Linked DNA regions of Sus scrofa: region 1 is linked to region 2. Evidence: chromatin contacts called from public HiChIP or PLAC-seq data. All regions are on one chromosome and are shown on one strand. The core of a region is the stretch at or near the end of the contact, and the rest is flanking DNA. Distances in the headings are between cores, read along the strand shown.

Evidence for each region. HiChIP or PLAC-seq counts read pairs in DNA pulled down with a chosen protein or histone mark.
Region 1: a contact with region 2 is called in an H3K27ac HiChIP or PLAC-seq map of alveolar macrophages. The contact joins the enhancer-like site here to the promoter of ZBTB9 in region 2. A contact is called at or near these places in 1 of 5 promoter capture datasets (liver), 21 of 47 Hi-C or Micro-C datasets (alveolar macrophages, blood, brain and 11 more) and 2 of 2 datasets of contacts at active chromatin or transcription factors (alveolar macrophages and skeletal muscle).

The regions. Positions count from the first base shown.
Region 1 is chr7:29,803,244-29,807,945 of Sscrofa11.1, forward strand. LOC102162214 (a long non-coding RNA gene) reads left to right here and starts at 4,579. Exons shown (of 4, transcript XR_002345648.1): 1 at 4,579-4,702. Within about 2 kb of position 1,553, at least 11 of the 83 cell types and tissues checked have an H3K27ac peak or open chromatin away from gene starts, as enhancers often do. A contact at or near this core is called in alveolar macrophages, mesenteric adipose tissue and retroperitoneal adipose tissue, where this site is marked.
Region 2 is chr7:29,751,542-29,756,470 of Sscrofa11.1, forward strand. ZBTB9 (zinc finger and BTB domain-containing protein 9) reads left to right here and starts at 3,188. Exons shown (of 1, transcript XM_003128343.4): 1 at 3,188-4,929. The coding sequence starts at 3,624. It overlaps SYNGAP1 (ras/Rap GTPase-activating protein SynGAP), which reads left to right. Exons shown (of 21, transcript XM_003128342.5): 20 at 531-612; 21 at 615-810. The coding sequence ends at 676.

The DNA.
Region 1 (4,702 bases), core at 303-2,802, 50 kb after region 2:
TTAAATTTTGTTTAATTTTTTTTTTTTTTTTTTTTTTTTTTTTTTTTTTTGTCTTTTTGCTATTTCTTTGGGCCGCTCCCGCGGCATATGGAGGTTCCCAGGCTAGGGGTCGAATCAGAGCTGTAGCCACTGGCCTGCGCCAGAGCCACAGCAACGCGGGATCCGAGCGGCGTCTGCAACCTACGCCACAGCTCACGGCAACACCGGATCGTTAACCCACTGAGCAAGGGCAGGGACCGAACCCGCAACCTCATGGTTCCCAGTCAGATTCGTTAACCACTGAGCCACGACGGGAACTCCAAATTTTGTTTAATTTTTTGGCTGCACACCCCGGCATGCAGAAGTTCCCCCGGCCAGGGATCTAACACAAGCAGCAGCTGTAACCAGAGCCAGAGCAGTGACAACGCCAGATCCTTAACCTGCTGAACCACCAGGGAATACCAAGGACTCCTTTTCTAACTACAAAGTATGAGGGGCTGGCAAATTCCAGCCCCCACCTTAATGTCCCCCGAAATTTAATCTAAGGAAATCATTTTGTTACAGGGTTATGGTGATAAAAGGAGCTAAAGACTCGTTTCAAATCTTTGGAGAAGCTGGCGAAATGTGCTTCCTCCGGGGTCAGAACATACTGAAGCCTGAAAGGCAGTGTGATCCCTGTGAAGGAATCTTTGTTGTGTGTCTTTTGGGATCACCTGAAAGACAGTGGGAGTGGGCAGCCACCCTAGAAACTCACCAGTCAGCCCCAGGCCTGGGACCCTGCTGACAGAACTACAGGCATGAGAAAGGCAATAATTCAGAAGGCTCAGAAACAGCCCACTTTTTTTTTTTTTTCTTTTTAGGGCGGAGCCTGCAGCATATGGAGGTTCCCAGGCTAGGGGTCGAATCAGAGCTACAGCTGCCGGCCTGCATCACAGCCACAGCAACGAAGGGTCCAAGCCATGTCTGTGACCTACACCACAGCTCATGGCAATGCCAGATGCTTAACCCACTGAGCAAGATCATAGATCAAATCTGCAAACTCATGGTTACTAGTCAGATTTTTTTCCACTGCGCCACACAACGGGAACTCCCCAGAAACATCCCCTTTTAACAGATAACGTCTACCAGTAGAAATATCTTTCCCCAGGGACCAGAAGCACTTCCAGGCTCCCTGTCAACAGAGGGGGATCAGGAACAGTATAGGTCCATTCAGCAGCCCTCTCACTAGAAGAGGACTCGCCGTACCAACAACGAACAGACACAGGCAAGTTACAAGGCTTCCAAGAGACATAAAAAATAAATAATGTAGGAAGGTCCCACGGTGGCAGTAACGAACCAGACGAGTATCCATGAGGATGTGAATTCCATCCTTGGCTTCACTTGGTGGGTTAAGGATCCAGCGTTGCTGTGAGCTGGCTCCTTAGGTCACAACTGTGGCTTGGATCTGATCACTGGCCCGGACTCTCCATATGCCACGGGGTGGCCAAAAACAAAAACGAAACTGGTAATCTAGTCCCCTGAACATGCAGAAGTTCAATTAACCAAACCAGAGGAATGAGGAAGGGGTTGTTGGAACCTCAGCTCTATAGCCGGTCTGTAAGAAGCATCTGGACTTGCAACAGGAGTTGGGGGTGGGGGGCGGTTCTTCAGTGACGGAAGTCAAGTGTCAGATCTGAGTTAACTTGTGGGACTCCCAGCTTTGCCAGGGAAGGGGAAAACAAGGTCAGTAAGAGAGGCAGCCGTGGCCCTGAGCTGGGTCTCATCCAGTGTCAGCGAGCCGGGCTAGGGGCAGCTTCCAGCTGGAGGCCCTTCCTGTCATCACCCTGCGTCCGTGTGGAGCTGGCATGAGAAAGCAGCCTTGTCAGTCAGGCAACACAGGCTGCTTGGCACCACAGTCTGGATTTGGGGTGCCAGCATGCCAGGAACCAGATGCCTCAGGCCTTGGGGATAGTACTGTGCCCCCAACTAGCCTGGAAGGGGGGCACAGAATAGCCCCCATTCCAGCAAGAAGCTGAACTTGGGTGTGGCTCCTGGCACTGAAAGAAGGGAGGAGGCCACTCCTAGCCAGCCCATTGTCCAGGCCAGTCAAGGTCATGTGAAGACAGTCTGGTCTGTTACACTATACATGACAGCCAGGGAGGGGGGACCACCCCACCTCCTTACCAGGAGAGCGTTTGGCTTTTAGCCTGCACTCAGCCCTTCTCACACACAGCCTGGTAGCAGTGTCACTCAGGAAATCTTTTTCAGGAGCTGTAGGGACCCCCCCGCCCCCATCCCACCCAACACAGGGCCTCCTGTGCACCATCCACACTCCAGAGGTGCTGGTCATGCCAGAGTCACCCTGCTGCAGGCCTCCTGAGAATTAAGCCAAATGTTCTCACTCCTGAGGAAACCTAACCATCTTTTGCTCTTAGTGGGGTCAGAGGTCCAGTCAGAAAGAGGTCAGGTCAAAATGAGAAGGCTGGTGAGCCCAGCTTCCATGCAGCCGATCATCACAAAATTCTGTGCCGTGAACTCTGCCCAGCAGGTTCCCTGCCTGATATGCTGAAGCAGAAAACTTTGAAGAATCGTGTTCTTAGCCAGGGCTGGGAAAACTTGAGCCACTGGGCACCAGCAATGATGCCAAGATTGCAAAGGAAGAGATAAGTGGAGCTGAGAGGTGCTTTCATTTCCTTGTGGTTCCACTTAAATGTTATTACCCCCCCCCACACACACACACAGGCACACTCTCACCCTCACAGGCAGCCTGGCCCTCCTGCATCCACGGCCAGATCCCACACCCCAGGGGCACGGAGATCCTGTTTTGTCTCTTCAGCTCTTGACTTTTCTCAGAAAAGTCCAGTTTGTGTCCATGTTATTCCATCGCTTGATCTTGGTCTGGAGAGTCTGCCCGTCTTTTGAATCATCCATACAATTTGCCAGCGATCTCCTTCCAGTAGGCCAGACCACTGCTCTTTGTTCCTATTACCTGCTGGGCCAAATCCCTCCTCTTCTCTTCTATATCCCAGCAGTCTGGTGTTCTGATGTTCACTTTTTTTTTTTTTTTTTTTTTTTGCCTTTTTCTTGAGCCGCTCCCGTGGCATATAGGAGGTTCCCAGGCTAGGGATTCTAATTGGAGCTGTAGCTGCCGGCCTATACCAGAGCCGCAGCAACGCGGGATCCACAGCTCATGGCAACGCCGGATCCTTAACCCACTGAGCAAGGCCAGGGACCGAACCCGCAACCTCATGGTTCCTAGTCAAATTCGTTAACCACTGCGCCACGACGGGAACTCCTGCTGTTTACCTTTTTTTTTTTTTTTTTTAACAGCTGCACCTGCGGGCATTTGGAAGTTTCTGGGCTAGGATAGAATCAGAGCTGCAGCTAAGACCTCTGCCACAGCCACAGAAACCCCAGATCCGAGCCACATCTGTGACCTACACTGCTGCTGGAGGCAACACTGGATCCTTAAACACTAAGAAAGGTCAGGGATCCAAAGGACAGTATATCAGGTTCTTAACCCTGAGCCACAGTGGGAACTCCTGGTGTTCATCTTTGTGTATGTGTGTGTGTGTGTGTGTGTTTACATTTTTAACATGTTCAGCAATTGATGACAATGTCCCATAAACTGGGTTTTGCTGACCTTCTGGTCTTTGACATTTAGATACCTCCAGCAATCTTTGATAACTCCATTTTCTGTCTCTCTCTCTCACACACTCACACACCTGTTCTGCTTGGATTGAACTAAATCAGATTTTACAACTGTCTTTGATCTGGGCATGTACATCTGTGATGTGTACAACTGCAGCAGAATATTGTGGTTTTATTTATTTTAATTAACTAATGAATTAATTTTCATTTATTTTAATGCTTTTCAGATGGTTAGGTCATAAAAACTTTTTCAAACAACGTAATGAGTAGTTTGGGCAAAGGGAGGATTTTCTCATTTGGATGGACACCCAGTGACCTAAAGCACATTTTCTTCAGAGGTGTTCAAATAGCAGACACATCAAGGTGACCTGCAGGGCAGGGGCGGGGAGGCGCTGGGCAGGTGTCTACACTGACCCTGAAAAGGCTGAGCTAGGACCCCGAACATGCCCCTCCCGTGGCTACTGACCCAGGAATCTAGCTAGACCCCTTCCGAGGAGACGAAGCTACAATTTCAGAAGAACCACGCATTTGGGGATGAATTGGATTGAACTTCCTCGGTGCCCGCAGAACCCGTTGCTCCCTGTCCCCTCACAGCCCCTGCCTCATTCTGTCCCTTCTAATATCACAGGCCTCACAACTCCGGAATTAGATTTCTGTTCTGGAAACTTCCTCCCGGCAGAAGGAAGGGTGGAGTGGAAGGAGCCGGCCTAGACACAGGCCCAAACCTTTTGGGGCTCCCTACGCCCTTCAGGATAGCCTTCCAACGCCCTTCCTACAAGGCAGAGGCCACAGGTCCAGCCACTCCCCAACCGCCCCTTTCCAGGCCCCGCCGGGAGGGAGTGGAGGGGACGCGAGGCTCCGCCCACAAGAGAGCGCTCGACGCCGCGGCGGCCATCTTGGACCCGGGCGGCCCGCCCCACTCCCGCCCTCCTCAGCGCGGTCGCGCGGTAACTGACCGCCGGGCTGATGGGCGCCCCCCCATCCCCCAGCGCGAGGACGGGCTGGAGACTAACCGCTCCAGCCCCCACCTCTCCGGCCTGACCTCGAGCCAGTATCCTGGCGGCAAGGGCCAGCTCCCCACCCTTCCCATCTG
Region 2 (4,929 bases), core at 1,938-4,437:
GCTGGGCTTGAAAGGTCTGCTTCTGGTGGAGGTGAAGCAGCTCCGCCCACAGCCTCATTTCGACCATTCATCTGCTTAGCACACCCTTTCTTCACAGATGAAGGAAAACTCAGGCCCAGTTTTTGTTCAAATTATGAAAGAATTCCAAACCCCGTGGGTTTGGATTAATGAGGTTTTGCTGAACTGCCTCCCCTGTTCCCTGGACGCGAAGTTCCCACCTCAGGTCAGAAGCTTCGAGGCTTAGGTTGGGGGTGAGATGGGAGCCTGCTGGTTTCCTGGTGTGACTCCCTGGGTTGAAGGCCCTGGTTAGGAGTCAGGGGCGAGAGCCTCTTCTCCCCGGCCTCAGGAGATGTAACAGCTCTGCAGGTGAGGACAAACTAGGAGGATGCGGGTGGGGGTGTCCTGGGAGGCGGGGTGGATGTGGCTTAAGGAGTGGGTTGGCTGTGGGGGAGCCACTGCTAGGGGGCTGGCACCCAGGCCCCCGCGAAGCGTCTCAATAAGTCCGCGCTCCACTCTTTGGTGTCTTGCAGGAGAGGCAGCTTCCCCCCTTGGGTCCAGCAAACCCGCGTGTGACGCTGGCACCCCCTTGGAACGGCCTGGCCCCCCCAGCCCCGCCCCCCCACCCCGGCTGCAGATCACCGAGAACGGCGAGTTCCGAAACACCGCAGAACACTAGCCCACCCAGCATCACAGGCTCCCCGTGCACCCCACCCTGGAGCAGCACCCACCACCAGGACCGGACGTCGCCGAGGGACCTCGGGATTGCCTCCCTGAAGGGCCCCTGGGGGCACCTGGCCCCACCCCCACTGCACCATCTCCAGGAGGGAGAGCAGGAACCCTTGGCTGCCCCCTTTTCCTTCCTGTTGGGGTGCTGCCCCTTTGACCCCCAGGACACCACCTACCCCATACAGACCCCTTCACTCTGGGGTGCTATCCCCATCCTCTGCCTCAATAGTCCCCTGAGCACTGGGGGACACCCTCGCCCCACCCTGGGGGCGTGGCACCTCCAAACTTTCAACTTCAGGGTGATTTTTTAGCAGTAACCAGAGCTGACAATCTAACTCCCCTCCACCGCCCCATTTTGGCCTCCCCTGTCCCCCTTGTTATGGGGAGGGGACCCCGGGTGAGGGGGCCCTGTTACCCCTTGATTTCTCAGGAGCGTCTGGGGGGGCTCAGCACGCACAAACCCCTTCTCCTCTTCCCACTCTCAAATTTACTTCCTCCCCACCCAGAACCCAGATGGGGTGGAGGGGCCACCGGGGCAGGGAGGGGGCGGCCAGGGGGGAATGGGGGTGGTCTCCCCTTCTTCCCATACCTGATCTGCTCTTGGCTGGTCCCAGAGCGGGGTGAGGGGGCTTATGCCCCCCCCTCCCCCAGTGTGTTGGGTGGGGCACAGTTGAGGTTAGGGTGAGGGGTTAGGGTTTGGGAGGGGGTGTCTGTAGGGGAGAACTCCCCTGGCACACACAGCCCCCCTGCCCCTGCCCCTCTCTGCTTGGTCTCTACTCCCAGGGGGAGGGGGAACTTACTCTAGGAAAAGCCATGTCTCTCTCCCCCAGGGTGGGGGAACCTGTGTTGGAGGAGGGGTGTTGGGGGCCCCCTTCCATGACTCTGTCCCCGGGGGGGAGGCAGGACTGGGCTGGGCTTCCCTCTCATCCTCCCCCCCCTCCCCAATCCCCTTCCTCCTCCCTCCCGCCAGCTCCACAATTTTTCGGTGTTTCTCTGTACATAGCTCTCTGGCGGGATAGGGGAGGTAGGGTGGATGGGGTTTGGGGGGGCTAGGTCACAGGAGGGAAGAGGCCCCTCCTTGGCATCCCCTTTTCCCCGACTGCCGCCCCCTCCCCAGCCTAGTCCCTCACCCCTTCTTGCGTTTGGTATTGAGACTCTTCCCAGACTCCACTCTTCTTTCTTTTGTATGGACAGTTCCCCTTCAGTCCCATCCCCTACACACCTACACCCAGCCGGGGCCAAATTTATACTTATATAAAAGTTGTAAATATGTGAAATTTTATCCCTGTGCCCTTTCCTCGCTTTCCCAACCTCAGATCCTACCCCTGGACTCCCCCTTCCTCTTCTCTTTGGCTGTTGTAATTATCTGGGGTTTGTACTGTACATATCCGGGGTGTGTGTGTGTGGGCTGGGGGCGACCCCTCTGTACAGAGCTTCCTGGCCCCCTGCCCCCCAGACTTTCCTCCCCACCCACACCCTAAGGGTAGGAGATATTCTTCCTACCTGTTTTATTTTGTTTTCTCGTTCTCCCTCCCCACCCCACCCTACCCCCAGACTACTCTATCCCCCACCACTGCCTCTTTTTCTCCACTCCCAGCCCCATTTCCTTTTTTTCTGGAGTGTGTGGTGAAACAAAAATCATGTTTAATAAACGGAGATTGTTCTTTTATCGCTGCGCTGACTTTCCTAGGCCGGGACCTCTAGGAGGACCAGCAGAGCGATAGGATCTGCTTTTTGAAGGGAATGTTGACAGCCTGGGAGCAACTCTATGTCCCTGCGTGGTGCCACAGGCTTCCCCTAGGATATCCCTATCCCAACCAGCGAGGAGACTTACTGTCTGAGGGAGGGGGCTTTGCACTGGCCCAGCTTACCCAGTCCATCTCCCCTCACCACTGCACCACTTAACCCGAGTAAAGAGGTCAAGGAACATAGCATTCCCTTATAAAAGATGCCAAGTATATGTTTACGCACACCTCAAAACAATCACCTAGAAAGGGAAATTTATTTAACTGCTGGTTAGAATGCTCCCGTGCGTAATGGGGAAAAGACTGTGGTTCCTTGGCGGATCTGGGTTCCAACCCCAGGCCCGCCGCTCGCGATTTCCCCCGAGGAGACTCAGGATTGGCAACACCTATCTCGCAGGTGGCCGGGGGCGAGGGTACAAGGTGATGGGGAGCATTCCCTAGCCCATACTGCGGGTGCCACTTGGTCGCGCCCTCTCAGCACCTGCCGGAGGGGGGCGCTACATCTAATTACCGGAAAGGCTCCCGGGTCGCTCACTCCGTCGGGGTGCGCCGTTCTGCGGCTGGGCCTCCAGACCTGCCGTCCGGGTGGAAGCCGCGGTCTCCCACCCTCATCGCCCTCTCCCGTACAACCAATCAGTGCGAGGCTTGTAGATCGGCGCTCCCCGATTGGCTGCAGCTCCGGCCCCGCCCTCTGCGTCGGCGTCCGGCGGGGAGGCGGCGACTTCCGGTCGGGGCGGCGAGGTGGCTGTAGAGGCGCTCGGGACGCCGCGGGGGCCGCGTGTGTAGCGGCGGGGGCGTGGCGGCGGGAACTTGGCCGGCGCTCGTGGTCTCCCCGGCGGCGACCGCCTGGGAGCCGGGCAGTCTGAGCGCACGAGTGGGAGCGAAGCGGCGGGCGGGAGCCGACCCGGCCGGCGATCCCGGCTCGTGGCCGAAGGATTCATCCCCCCCCAGGCCTTGAGGTTAAAGCCGCGGTCGGTGCTTTGGCGTGGAGACTGTTTTGGCTTCCTCTGCGGGGCAGTGCGGGGGCATTCGGGGAGACGCGGTGCCCCCAGCACGGCTCCCGCGACCCTTCTCTCCTTCCTAGCGTCCGTCCCGCGCCGGCCTGCCCCGTCGCCTGTACGCGACCCTCGGAGATCTCTTACCCACGAGGCCATGGCTGCCTCGACGCCTGTGCCTCCCGGGGCCCCCTCCCCCGCCTGCAACCCTGCCCCGCGGACGATCCAGATCGAGTTCCCCCAGCACAGCTCCTTGCTGCTGGAAGCCCTGAACCGCCACCGGCTGGAGGGGAAGTTCTGTGACGTGTCCCTCCTGGTTCAGGGCCGCGAGCTTCGGGCACACAAAGCAGTGCTGGCGGCTGCCTCTCCTTACTTCCATGACAAGCTGCTTTTGGGGGATGCGCCACGGCTCACTCTGCCCAGTGTCATTGAAGCCGATGCCTTCGAGGGGCTGCTGCAGCTCATTTATTCAGGGCGCCTCCGTCTGCCACTGGATGCCCTCCCAGCCCACCTGCTTGTGGCCAGTGGCCTCCAGATGTGGCAGGTAGTAGATCAGTGCTCAGAAATTCTTAAAGAACTGGAGAACTCAGGTGGTGGACTTTCAGCCCGGGCAGCCACCCCTTTCCACGCACTTCTTTCCACCACAGCCTCTCCAGGAGGCTGGTGCATTCGCTCTTCCTCTTTCCAGACCCCAGCGCAGGCTTCGGCTTCTACTGAGAGCCCCGTCGTAGGGGACGGCAGTGAACTGGGAGAGGTGTTGCAGATTCAAGTGGAGGAAGAGGAGGAGGAGGAAGAAGAGGAGGAAGAGGAGGGCCAGAGGTCGGCAGCATCCTCTCAGACTCCGCAGCCTCCAAGAGCATCAGGGAGCTTTCCCCGCCCTCCTGGATCCCACACGCTGCCCACATCCAGTACTCCACGCAGGCTTCCAGAGGGTGACAGCGCTCTGCTGGAGCCTCCTGCCCCTCACACTGCGCTGCCCCCCAAGATATTCTACATTAAGCAGGAACCCTTTGAGCCCAAGGAGGAGATAGTAGGAGGCGGAACGCAATCTGGAGGATCGAAGGAAGAGACCGGAGTGCTTCCTGCAGGGGACGTGGAAGGGAACGGGGAGCTGGGCTTCTTGCTGCCCTCAGGCGCAGGGTCAACATCGGGAGGAGGAGGTCCATCCTGGAAGCCGGTGGATCTTCATGGGAATGAAATCCTGTCGGGGGGTGCGGGCCCTGGGGGAGCAGGGCAGGCTGTGCATGGGCCTGTGAAGCTGGGGGGGGCACCGCCTGCAGATGGAAAGCGCTTTGGCTGTTTGTGTGGGAAGCGGTTTGCGGTGAAGCCGAAGCGTGACCGGCACATCATGCTGACCTTCAGCCTTCGGCCCTTTGGCTGTGGCGTCTGCAACAAGCGCTTCAAGCTGAAGCACCATCTGACGGAGCACATGAAGACCCACGCAGGAGCCTTGCACGCCTGTC